Linked DNA regions of Pan troglodytes: region 2 is linked to region 1. A link is a contact called in public Hi-C data. All regions are on one chromosome and are shown on one strand. Each heading gives the region's core, a stretch centred on a gene start, on an enhancer-like site or on the middle of the called end of the contact. The rest is flanking DNA. Distances are from core to core; before and after follow the strand shown. Region 1 overlaps NRF1 (nuclear respiratory factor 1). Region 2 has its middle 54 kb from the start of MIR183.

Evidence for each region. A called contact is a pair of places that touch in the nucleus more often than the background predicts.
Region 2: a Hi-C map of induced pluripotent stem cells shows a contact between it and region 1, with 1.7 times the contacts expected there. The contact joins two enhancer-like sites. A contact is called at or near these places in 4 of 7 Hi-C or Micro-C datasets (blood, induced pluripotent stem cells and stem cell-derived neural progenitor cells), 1 of 1 datasets of contacts at active chromatin or transcription factors (stem cell-derived excitatory neurons) and 1 of 1 other capture datasets (stem cell-derived neural stem cells).

Annotation. Positions count from the first base shown.
Region 1 is chr6:145,019,439-145,025,949 of NHGRI_mPanTro3-v2.0_pri, reverse strand. All of the region lies in intron 2 of NRF1 (nuclear respiratory factor 1), which reads right to left. Among named protein-coding and RNA genes, the nearest start is that of NRF1, 53 kb to the right of the region's middle. Within about 2 kb of position 2,294, at least 3 of the 24 cell types and tissues checked have an H3K27ac peak or open chromatin away from gene starts, as enhancers often do. A contact at or near this core is called in induced pluripotent stem cells and stem cell-derived neural stem cells, where this site is marked.
Region 2 is chr6:145,183,528-145,190,038 of NHGRI_mPanTro3-v2.0_pri, reverse strand. No RefSeq gene overlaps it. Among named protein-coding and RNA genes, the nearest start is that of MIR183, 54 kb to the right of the region's middle. Within about 2 kb of position 2,933, at least 17 of the 24 cell types and tissues checked have an H3K27ac peak or open chromatin away from gene starts, as enhancers often do. A contact at or near this core is called in induced pluripotent stem cells and stem cell-derived neural stem cells, where this site is marked.

The DNA.
Region 1 (6,511 bases), core at 1,045-3,544:
ATACATATTATTGGGAAAGGAATACAAAATATAGATCAATAATTTTTACAAATTGACATAAAAAAGACCAAAAAACTGAGTTGGGAAATGGGCAAAGGTATAAACAGGAAATAGGCAAAGAAAGAAAATTGAGACGTCAATAAAGATCCAAAATGGTGCTCTACTTTGTCTTACTGCACTCGTTGGAACCTCTAGCTCAAAAACACAAATTAAACCAACACTGAGATGCCATTTTATACCTACCAGATCTGCAAAAATGAAAAAGACTGGTAACACCGATGGTGAGAATGAGAAGTAACAGGCGCTACAGCATACTGCTTGTGGGGATGTAAATGAACAGGATTTGGAAAGACATTTAGCAATATCTAGTAAAGTTGAAAATGGACATCTTTGGCCCTCCAATTCCCCTCCTGGGTATATCCTCCAGTAGTACTTTTCAAGCTACAGCTAGTGTGACCTTTCAGTGACTCATGAGTGTATTTTTTTCTAATAAAATAGAACAGACTAGAACATATCACAGAGTATACAATTTGCAGTAGGGGTTAAGTATTATTTCATTAAAAATTGTAGTTTTGGCTATATGTGTACTCATTTATTCTGGGTCACAATGTAAAATGTATTACTGTGCTACATTGTCAAAACAGAAAAAATTACAAACAACCTGATTATCTACCAATATGTGAAATATTCAGGCTGGATGTGGTGGCTCTCGCCTGTAATCCCAACACTTTGGGAGGCTGGGGTAGGCAGATCACTCAAGGTCAGGAGTTCGAGACCAGCCTGGCCAACATGGTAAACCCCATCTCTACTAAAAATACAAAAATTAGCCAGGCATGGTGGTGTGTGCCTCTAGTCCCAGCTGCTCAGGAGGCTGAGGCAGGAGAATTGCTTGAACCCAGGAGGCAGAGGTTGCAGTGAGCCGAGATCGTGCCACTGCACTCCAGCCGGGGCAACAGAGTGAAACTCCATCTCAAAAAACAACGACAGAAAAAGAAATACTCAGATAATGAATGGAATACCATATAACAGTTAAAAACAGCCACATTATCAACATGGGTGAATCTCAGAAACATGTTGAATGAGATAAACATATTACAGAAACATAGTATCAGAGTGATACCATTAATATAAAATTTAACACATGCAAAACAATGCTAAATATTGTTTAATCATACAGACACATAATAGCAAATATAGACAAATGCAAGAGAATGACAAAGACCAAATCTAGAATACTGGTTACCCCAGTGGAGGGAGGGAGGGAAGGGAGCAGGATTAGAAAGAGTTCCACTGAGAATTTCAACCATATCTGTACTTTTTATTTCTTAAAAAACATTTGATGCAAACATGTGAAAGCAGTAATAACTGACAAAGCTGGGCAGTGGGTGCACATGCATTTGTTATGTCAATCTTGATACTTCTCTGTATGATTCAAATATTCAAGTATTTTCTACTTGCTGCACAATTTACCAAAACTATCACTCTCAAGATACTAATTATGTCTATAGACCACGTGAATCTTTCTCCACTTCTTTATTAACCTATCCTTTATCATTTCAAAGAAAATGAAATAATAAATCCAATTTTGTTTAAAAAGAAGTCCTCTAGGGCTAGGCCCAGTGGCTCACGCCTGTAATCCCAACACTTTGGGAGGCCAAGGCAGGAGGATCACTTGAGCCCTGGAGTTCAAGACCGGCCCTGGGCAACATGGCAAAACGGCATGTCTGCAAAAATTTAAAAAATTAGCTGGGCATGGTGGCGTGCACCTGTCCACGAGGATGAGGTGGGAGGATCACCTGAGCCCAAGGAGGTTGAGGCTGCAGTAAGCCATGATTGTACCACTGCACTCCAGTCTGGACAACAGAGTGAAACCCTGTCTCAAAAAAAACCAACAACAACAACAACAACAAACAACATACTGGTGATTGATACTAAAAGAGGTCAACCAACTTGAGATATTGTTTTTATTACTTGAAGATTTCGTTTAGTTGCACTACTCATAAACTTTTTTTTCTTGAAAATCAACAATAATCAGGGGCTGTCTGTGCTGCAGAGAATTAGAAGTGTTTCTGACGGGCAACACAATATAGTGAATGGTCATTTACCTTTTCTGGGTCACCTTTCAGATATGATGAATGCTACAGACCAGCTCCTCAGAAAAATCCCCACGCTGGTTAAGTGGAGTTGGGATTCCAACCCAGGAAGCCTGATTCCAGAGCCTGGGCAGGTAAGCCCTGTGCTCTGCTGCCTCTCGAAATTCCTTACCACACACAGCCCCTAGGCCCTGGGTGGTCTGACTCATGCCTGCTTCACAAGGCTCCAACCACACTGGCCTCCTTCCCATTTGCCATCTGCAAGTCCTTGCTTTCAATGTTTCTCAGTCTGAAATGCACTTCCCTTTGCTGACACCTAAATGCCTGTCAGTCACAACCTTCCTCCTCAGAGAAGCCTTCCCAGACCACCCAAACTAGCAGCAATCTGCTGTCCTTCTCTCTCCATTACCTTCCCGCATTATTTTATTCAGAGCATCCAATGCTTTCTCAAATTATTTTACTTTATTATTGGTAGCTCTCCCCCACCACTGGATGAAAGCTCCTTCAGAAACAAACTCTTTTTTCCCCCCAATAAGCCTTTTGCACTCCTAAGAAGCAAACTCTTGCCTGCCTTGTGCATAGTATCTACATAGGTTACATATATGTACTACACATTATAATTCCTCAATAATTGAATATTAAATGATCAAATGGTAAGTCATTTCTACCAGCTGTGTCTCACTTTCCACATGTGCCACACAAAGGGGTCAGATTAAAGTCTTTGCGTGGTCTTAACACTATGACAAAGCAGTACAGTAATACAGCAAAGCCATGTCTTAAAACCATCTTCCTTCATAGAAAAGCAGTGGACCTGGATTCATTATGTTAAGATGCCCTCTGCTGGGACACATAAGCATTTCACAAAATATATTTTACAAACATTTCATGTGTTTTGCCCCTAAGACTTATTTTTAAATTCACCACTCCGGAAATACACAGTGGACAGTAACTGACAGTAATAAAGTTGTTGTTCATTGCATCTGTCTTCCTCTTCTTAAATACAGCATATATTCAAAACATGTAGTATTTTGGCCACTCCTCATCATTAATTTCTTGTCTAGCTTTTCTAAATACCTTCTAAGATCAATATCTAATACCATACCCATTCAGGCATGGTTTATATGAAGTCTTTTCACCATGGTGCTAAATGTTCAATGTAAATAGGAAAGTGAAAGATATAAAATGTAGCCCAGCTTTAAGTCATTTAGTAGCCCAGAAAATTTTAAAACCTTAAATTGGATCCCTCTCCCTCTCCCCTACCCTCTCCCTCCCTCTCCCCCTCTCCCTCCCCCTTTCCCATCTCCACAGTCTCCCTCTCTTGGGGAGCCTGGACTGTACTGCCAAGATCTCGGCTCGCTGCAACCTCCCTGCCCTGGGCTCCGGTGATTCTCCTGCCTCGGCCTGCCGAGTGCCTGGGATTCCAGGCACATGCCGCCACTCCTGACTGGTTTTTGTATTTTTGGTGGAGACGGGGTTTCGCCGTGTTGACCGGGCTGGTCTCCAGCTCCTGGCCTCGGGTGATCTGCCCACCTTGGCCTCCCGAGGTGCTGGGATTGCAGACGGAGTCTCGCTCACTCAATGCTCAATGTTGCCCAGGCTGGAGTGCAGTGGCGTGATCTCGGCTCGCTACAACCTCCACCTCCCAGCCGCCTGCCTTGGCCTCCCAAAGTGCTAAGATTACAGCCTCTGCCCGCCCGCCACCCCATCTAGGAAGTGAGCAGCATCTCTGCCTGGCCGCCCATTGTCTGGGATGTGAGGAGCCCCTCTGCCCACTCGCCCCGTCTGGGAAGTGAGGAGCGCCTCTGCCCGGCTGCCACCCCATCTAGGAAGTGTGGAGCGTCTCTGCCTGGCCGCCCATCATCTGGGATGTGAGGAGCCCCTCTGCCTGGCCGCCCCATCTGGGAAGTGAGGAGCGCCTCTGCCTGGCCGCCCCGTCCGGGAGGAAGTGAGGAGCACCTCTGCCCGGTTGCCCCGAATGGGAAGTGAGGAGCGCCTCTGCCCGGCTGCCACCCCGTCTAGGAAGTGAGGAGCGTCTCTGCCTGGCCGCCCATCGTCTGGGATGTGAGGAGCCCCTCTGCCCGGCCGCCCCGTCTGGGAGGTGGGGAGCGCCTCTGCCCGGCTGCCCCGTCTGGGAGGTGAGGAGCACCTCTGCTCGGCCACCCATTGTCTGGGATGTGAGAAGTGCCTCTGCCTGGCCGCCACCCCGTCTGGGAGGTGAGGAGCGCCTCTGTCCGGCCGCCACCCCGTCTGGGAAGTGAGGTGCGCCTCTGCCCGGCCGCCCCATCTGGGAAGTGGGGAGCGCCTCTGCCCGGCCGCCCCGTCTGGGAAGTGAGGTGCGCCTCTGCCCGGCCACCCCATCTGGGAAGTGGGGAGCGCCTCTGCCCGGCCGCCCCGTCTGGGAAGTGAGGAGCGCCTCTGCCAGGCCGCCCCGTCTGGGAAGTGTACCCAACAGCTCCGAAGAGACAGCGACCATCGAGAGTGGGCCATGATGACGATGGCGGTTTTGTCGAAAAGAAAAGGGGGAAATGTGGGGAAAAGGAAGAGAGGTCAGATTTGTACTGTGTCTGTGTAGAAAGAAGTAGACATAGGAGACTCCATTTTGTTCTGTACTAAGAAAAATTCTTCTGCCTTGGGATGCTGTTAATCTTTAACTTACCCCCAACCCCGTGCTCTCTGGAACATGTGCTGTGTCCACTCAGGGTTAAATGGATTAAGGGCGGTGCAAGATGTGCTTTGTTAAACAGATGCTTGAAGACAGCATGCTCGTTAAGAGTCATCACCACTCCCTAATCTCAAGTACCCAGGGACACAAACAGGGCCGAAGGCTGCAGGGACCTCTGCCTAGGAAAACCAGAGACCTTTGTTCTCGTGTTTATCTGCTGACCTTCTCTCCACTATTATCCTATGACCCTGCCACATCCCCCTCTCTGAGAAACACCCAAGAATGATCAATAAATACTAAATAAATAAATAAATAAATAAACCTTAAATTGGATTAAGATGATCCAGGATTGCTAGTGCCCTCGGGCATCTCGCAGAAGCAAACAAAAATCCTCTCTAGAGGAAGATAACATTATACTAGACCCCAAATTATTTCTAGAAATAATTTTCCAAACACAGCATCCAGTATTCATTGAAATATAATAGTACACCAAGAAAAGAGCCAACGTGAACAAGAAATGACATTAACAACATGTAACAGAAACTTGAGAGAGAATTACCAGGTAAATTATAAAATTATTTGTTTAAAAGAAATTTTTTTCCACTATTGGAAACCGTTCAGTGCAAATCTGGGAGGAAACACACACACACACACACACACACACACACACACACACACACTAGAAATTCTAAAACTGGAGGGAAAAAAACACTTGGTTAGTAGTTTTGGTTAAACTATTAACAATTACCAAAATTAATAAGTCAATGAACAGATTTAGAAGCACCTTAATAAATAAAGAAAAAACAAAGAAAAGAGAACATAAAAAAGGCACCTTAAACACAGCTGATATGGTTTGGCTGTGTCCCCACCCAAATCTCATCTTGAATTGTACTCTCATAACTCCCACATGTTGTGGGAGGAACCTAGTGGGAGGTAACCGAATCATGCGGGCAGGTCTTTCCGGTGCTGTTCTTGTGATAGTGAATAAGTCTCATTAGGACTGGGGGTTTAAAAAAAGAGGAATTCCCCTGCACAAGCTCTCTCACTCTTTGACTGCTGTTATCCATGTAAGACATGACTTGCTCCTCCTTGCCTTCTGCCATGGTTGTGAGGCCTCCCCAGCCACATAGATCTGTAAGTCCACCGAAACCTCTTTTCTTCCCAGTCTTGAGTATGTCCTTATCAGCAGCATGAAAATGGACTAATATAGTAAATTGGTACCAGAAGTGGGGTGCTGCTGAAAAGATACCTAAAAATGTGGAAGTGACTTTGGAACTGGGTAATAGGCTGGGGTTGGAACAGTTTGGAGGGCCCAAAAGAAGACGGGAAAATGTAGGAAAGTTTGGAACTTCCAAGAGACTTGATGAATGGCTTTGCCCAAAATGCTGATAGTGATATGGACAATAAAGTCCAGGTTGATGTGGTCTCAGGTGGAAATAAGAAACTTGTTGGGAACTGGAGCAAAGGTGACTCTTGTTATGTTTCAGCAAAGAGACTGGTGGCATTTTGCCCCTGCCCTAGAGATTTGTGGAACTTTGAACTTGAGAGAGATGATTTAGGGCATCTGGCAGAAGAAATTTCTAAGCAGCAAAGCATTCAAGAGGTGACTTGGGTGCTGTTAAAGGCATTGTTTTATAAGGGAAGGAAATCATGAAAGTTTGGAAAATTTGCAGCCCGATAATGCAACAGAAAAGAAAATCCCATTTTCTGAGGAAAACTTCAAGCTGGCTGCAGAAATTTGCATAAGCAACAAGGA
Region 2 (6,511 bases), core at 1,684-4,183, 160 kb before region 1:
TTTTTTGAAACAGGATCCCACTCTGTTGCCCAGGCTGCAGTGCAGTGGCATAATCATGGCTCACTGCAGTCTCAGCTGATCCTCCCACCTCAGCCTCTTGAGTAGCTGGGACTACAGTCACGAGCCACCACGTCCGGCTAATGTTTGTATTTTTTATACAGATGGGTTTTGCCATGTTGCCCATGGCTGGTCTTGAACTTCTAGGCTCAAGCAATCTGCCCACCTTGGCCTCCCAAAGTACTGGGATTAAATTTTAAAACGAGTGTAAATTGTTCTGCAAAACAACTTTGTTTTGTAGGACTACGTGTCACTTTAAATGTTGAAAATGTAGCATCCAAATTGAGATGTGCTTTGTGAAATGCCCCCTGGATTTCAGAGTTAGCACAAAAATAAGAATGCTCTCATGAGCCACCGCACCCAGCTAAACAATGCATTTCTGCCAATTTGAAAATTATGTGCTGGTAACAAATCAGGATTCCAGAAACATGCCCTCCTCCAGAGAGGACCACCATGGGCAGGGCTGAAGAGGGCTTCCCCTCGCGAGTCTCACTCACTGCAGTGAGCCCTTCGGTGAGTAGAACAGGACATTAACTGCTTGTGCTGTGCCAAGTGGCTTAGTCACACAGTGGCATAACCATGCTAGAACCTGGGTCTTCAGGCCATCCATACGTGTTCTTTCCAAGAATCATGCTGTGCCAAGCTCAGTGCCTGTCCCCAATGCCCGCTGGGGCTGTGGGTACCTATGTCTGTGTGAACCTCATGCTGCCTGGGCCCTATGAGATGCTCCCTGGCTGACCTCCTGCCCAGGGCTCACTCTATGGGCGTGGTCTCTGAGGATCAGGACCTTTCCCCATACACATCCCCATTTCCACTGACAATGGTGTCCCCAACCTCCGGTACCTGCAGTACGGTCAGAAAATAAAACTAGATTTAACTCAAACCCACTTCCTAGTGCAGAAATATAGAAATAGAATGTGATCTACATTTATCATTAAAAACATTCTAGTAGCCACGTTTTTTAAAAAAGGTTAAATGTTTCATTTAACTCAATATATCAAAAATACTTCAGTGTGAGGCCGGGCGCCGTGGCTCAGTCCTGAATCCCAGCACTTTGGGAGGCCGAGGTGGGTGGATCACCTGAGGTCAGGAGATAGAGATCATCCTGGCCAACATGGTGAAACCCCGACTCTACTAAAAATACAAAAATTAGCCGGGCATGGTGGCAGGCACCTGTAATTTCAGCTACTTGGGGGGCTGAGGCAGGAGAACCAGTTGAACCTGGGAGGCAGAAATTGCAGTGAGCCGAGATGACGCCACTGCACTCCAGCCTGGGCAATAGAGTGAGACTCTGTTTCAAAAAACAAACAAAAATTTCAGCATGTAATTCACAGTAAAGGAATGAGATAGTTTGGATTCGTTATTTTTGTGCTAACTCTGAAATCCAGGGGGTATTTCACAAAGCACATCTCAATTTGGACGCTACACTTTCAATATTTAAAGTGCCGCATAGTCCTACAAAACAAAGTTGTTTTGCAGAACAATTTACACTTGTTTTAAAATTAAAAATTAATTAAAATTATATACCACGAAAAATGTGATAATCAATAGCCACAGCTGGTTACCTATTCAGAAGCACGGGCCCTAGCAGCCTCTCCGTGCTGCAGGGATCTTTAGAGAAGCAGGCCTGGCGCGGTGGCTCAAGCCTATAATCCCAGCACTTCGGGAGGCCGAGACAAGTGGATCAGTTGAGGTCAGGAGTTCGAGACCAGCCTGGCCAACATGGTGAAACCTCGTCTCTACTAAAAATACAAAAATTATGCGGGCATGGTTGCACACATCTGTAATCCCAGCTAGGCTGAGTCAGGAGAATCGCCTGAACCTGGGGAGGTAGAGGTTGCAGTGAGCCGAGATTGCGCCACAGCACTCCAGGCTGGGCGACAAAGCGAGACTCCGTCTCAAAAACAAAAAACAAAAACCACGAAGCAGGCAGGTGACAAGAGCAAAGGAGCAACTTTGCTTGGGAATCTAGGGCACAACCCAGAACCTCCCAATCCGCAGAGAATGTTCCAGGTACTGGAAGGGTGGGCGGCGCACCCAGTCCGGTCCCTGGGGGCGGACTGGGTGGCCAGGCCGGAGCTGGCAGTCAGGGGAGCCTGGGCAGCGCCTCAGTCCCCTTGGGGCCTTGACTTCCAGGACGTGAGAACGCTGCCAGTCCTGCCTCGTGGGCCGGAGCCTAGCAGGCCCCGGTAAAGGAATCACTCTGTGGGTTACACCTGTCCTCCGCGGAACTGAAGCTGCCCGGGCTCCAGGCGTGGACAGCGCAGCCCAGTAAGTGAGCAGGCAGGGGCGAGCAGGGCGGAGCGGTGGGATTGGGCTGGGCGGGCGGGGTGGGGCGGGGCTGCAGAGTCCGCGCGGCAGTCCCCGCCACGGCCACCAGGGGGCGTACGTGCTTCGTGCTTCGGCACCCGCTCGCGGGCGGGAGTCTGGGTGGGGCGGGGTTGGCCGGGGCAGGGCGGTCCAAGTGGCCCGCGGGCGTGGACCCGGGAGGCCTCTGGCATCTGCCCCACCTGAGAGGTGGAAACCGGGCAGGGAGGGACGTAGATTCCTCATCGACGTGACCCTTGTAGGGAAAGAGCCCCCAAAACAGGGAGTTCGGTAGAGGCGCCAGAGCTGACATGGGCACTGCCGCAGTGCCAGCCACGGCCACCAAACTCTCCCAGCACGGCTGGGCGGCCAAGGCAGGGGTGACGACGAGAGGGGCGGCTCAGCCCACCTCCCCCGCTGATCTGTCGGGAAAGGAGGAAGAAGGGTCATGAAAGCCTCACACACCGCTAGGAGGGGGCATCCTGGAGGAGGGGGCATCCTGGAGCAGGGGCCTGGATCAGGACCCGGCTGGATGGGAAGGAGCTGGGTAAAGGGAGGGCACCCGGGTAGGGCGTGGCCCGGGCTGTGCGGGGAGCGGGGAGTGGACTCGGGGGGAGGGGTCAGCGTTCTGGCTGGCCCGGGGGCACGTGGCCGGGGGGCACGGTGGGAAGGGGGTGGGATGGTGGAGTGCTGGCTTGGGGCCAGGTCAGGCATCAGAGGCACAAAGTAAAGGATACAGAGAGAGGGGAAGGGAGAAAGGGAGAGACAGAGACCTGAAGCGGGAGGGCCGAACGGCAGGGCGGGAGGCGAGGATAGTGGGTGGGGCTCGGGCTGCAGGGCTGGAGCCTGGGGGATCTGGAGCACAGGGGCAGGAGGAAGGGACCGGAAGGATACCTGGGCCTGCAGGGCGTTCCCTGCGGAGATTGATTGAGTGAAGACTGCGACGTCCACCTTCAGGGCTCTCTCTAGCTCCCTCTTCCTGTCTCCTATCACTTGCTCTGGGGGAAGCCAGCGGGTTGTTTTGAGCTGCCCTCTCCTTTGGAGAGCCCCACCTGGCTGGGAACCGAAGCCCTGAACCAACAGCCAGCAAGAGCTGAGGCTTGGCGACCACCAGCGCGTGAGCCGGCTGTGGATGCCCGGACCCGGTGCAGCTGAGAATGGCTGCGGCAGGCCTCATCAGCGATCCTGAGCCGCAGCAGCCTGAGAGCAGCTTCCCGGGCTCCTGACCCTCGGAAACTGGGAAATAGATGGGAATGCGGGTTTGCTGCTTTAAGCTTCTAAGTTTTGGGTGTAATCCATTATGCAGCAATAGATACCTAATAGTCTGTGGTTTTTTGGAACCACTGTATTTTCCCCATACTGCTTATCTCTTAAGTAGTTTTATGTGAGATAGAAAAATAGGCCGGGCACAGTGGCTCACGCCTGTAATCCCAACACTTTAGGAGGCCAAGACAGGAGGATCACTTGAGCCCAGGAGTTCCAGACCAGCTTGAGTAACATAGGGAGACCCGTCTCTACAAAAAATGTAAAAATCAGCCCAGCGTGATGGCACACGTCTGTGGTCCCAACCACAAGAGAGGCTAAGGTGTGAGGGCCACTTGAGCCCAGGAGGTTAAGGCTTCAGTGAGCCAAGACTGTGACATTACACTCCAGTCTGGGCTGCAGAACGTGACCCTGTCTCAAAAAATAATAATTTGTAGCATATTTAAGGCACTGCTATAAATTTTTTAATTTTCTACTTATTACAACTAAACCTAATCTTAAATGATTCTATAATAAAGACTGGAAATAAGAATAGAATGGGAAATTCGTTTCCTATTCTTTCTGTCTGTCATTCTAGCTTTGACTTCCATTTGGAAGGCCACCTCATGGTTCAATACAGTGGCTGGAGCTCCAGAGAAAACGTGCTCATCTCTCAGCCGACAGCTACTTTTTTTTTTTTTTTTTTTTTTTTTTTTGAGACAGGGTCTCATCTGTCATCCAAGCTGGAGTGCAGTGGTGCGATCTTGGCTCACTGCAACCTCCACCTCCCAGGTTCAAGCGATTCTCCAGCCTCAGCCTCCAGAGTAGCTGGGATTACAGGCGCCCACCACCACACTCAGCTAATTTTTGTATGTTTAGTAGAGACAGGGTTTCACCATGTTGGCCAGGCTGATCTTGAACTCCTGATCTCAAGGGATCCACCCACCTCGGCCTCCAAAAGTGCTGGGATTACAGGCGTGAGCCACCACACACGGCCTGACAGTTCCTTTTAAGGAGTCTTGGAAGCCTCCTCCACGCTTCCACTTAAACCTCATGGGCCAAACTGAGCCACAGGCCCACACCCTGCTTAGGGGAAGTTGGGAAATGTACTTCTTCACCTGGGCACATTGCCCCCTTGAATAAAATTGGGGTTCTAGTGTAACGTGGACCTTGCATTTTTGGAACTTATTAGAACAAGTCAGCTCTTTAAAAAATTGTGAGACAATTGGGGAAATTTAAACAATAAGTAGTATGTTATGATATGAATAAATTATGATTTTTTTTTTTTAGAAAGGATCTCACTCCATTGCCCAGGCTGGAGTGCAGTGGCACAACCATAGCTCACTGCAGCCTCAATCTCTGTGGCTCAAGTGATCCTCCCACCTCAGCCTCCCAAGTAACTGGGACCACAGGCGCACACCACCATGCCCAGGTAATTATCTGGGGTTTTTTTAGATGTGAGGTCTAACCCTGTTGCCCAGACTGGTCTCAAACTCCTGAGCTCAAGCCATCCTCCTGCCTTGGCCTCCCAAAGTGTTAGGATTACAGGCGTGATCCGCCGCACCTGGTGATTATTTTTTTATAGGTGATAAAGGTATTGTGTTTTGTGATAAAGGTATTGTGTTTTATATGATATTGTGCATATGCATATATTTACTAGTGTATATGTTCAAAAATCACCTGTTGGAAATACTTACTGAATTTATGGATGAAATTATATGTCCAGATTTGTTTCAGAATAATCCAATAATGGGGTGGGAATGTAATAGAAGAAACAAGGTTAGCCATGTGTTAAAGCTGAATGACGGCTATGTGGCTATTCTTTATACCATTCTCTGTTTTAAATAGGTTATACATTTTTCATAATAAAAATTTCTTTAGTCTGTTTTTTTGTTTGTTGGTTTTTGAGATGAAGTCTCGCTCTGCTGCCCAGGCTGGAGTGCAATGGCACAATCTTGGCTCACTGCAACCTCCGCCTCCTGGGTTCAAGCAATTCTCCTGCCTCAGCCTCCCGAGTAGCTGGGAGTACAGGTGCGTACCACCCTACCCAGCTATTTTTTTTTTTTGTATTTTTAGTAGAGAATGGTTTAGCGAGAAGGGTTTCACCATGTTGGCCAGGCTGGTCTCAAACTCCTGACCTCAAGTGATCCACCCACCTCAGCTTCCCAAAGTGCTGAGATTATAGGCATGAGCCATTGCACCCGGCCTTTAGTCTGTTTTTAAGTAAAAGTCTTAAGGTCTATATTTGAAATTTTGCAATTCTAAAAAATCAGGATTCTGTTAATATTACTAAGGAATAGGAGAGGTTGGCTTTACCAACATATAGAACAGACTCTGTCACAGTGACCAGCAGCGGACTCCAGTCCTTAACTGGCAGGGATGGGCCAAATGCCCGGTGATCTGATGTCCTCCCTCCAGGCCTTGCCACCAGCTAGACCCCTCAATTGCCTGGGACTTACTGGATCCTGTGTGTGGTCAGGTTTGCATTCTAGGCCTTGGAGAAAGGGGTTTAGCTGGAGGCATGTAAGACCCTGGCCCAATCCCAAGCAGTTTATAACTTATTTGAGCAACCATCACAAAGCAACAACACCCACACTCCAAGTAGTCACTCCAAGATAGCAGCTAAGTACGTGGCAAAGTACATGTGTGTTCTTTCAGTGAGAAGGGTGAGGCCAAGGTGTGACACCTGGAGGAGGAGGCAGGGATGAAGTGGGGAATGATAAGGAGACCCATCTGAGAGAAGAGCATGGGATCAGGAGGCTTTGCTGAGCCTCGCTGCCAACTGCATGGCCAGGGGTCCGAGGGAAACAGGCTCTGTGCCTGTTTCTGGCCCTAGCAAAGGAACGTGTTGTTCAGGATAAAAAGGCGAGCCACAAAGTCTCCCTGTTAACAGTGACAGTCATAA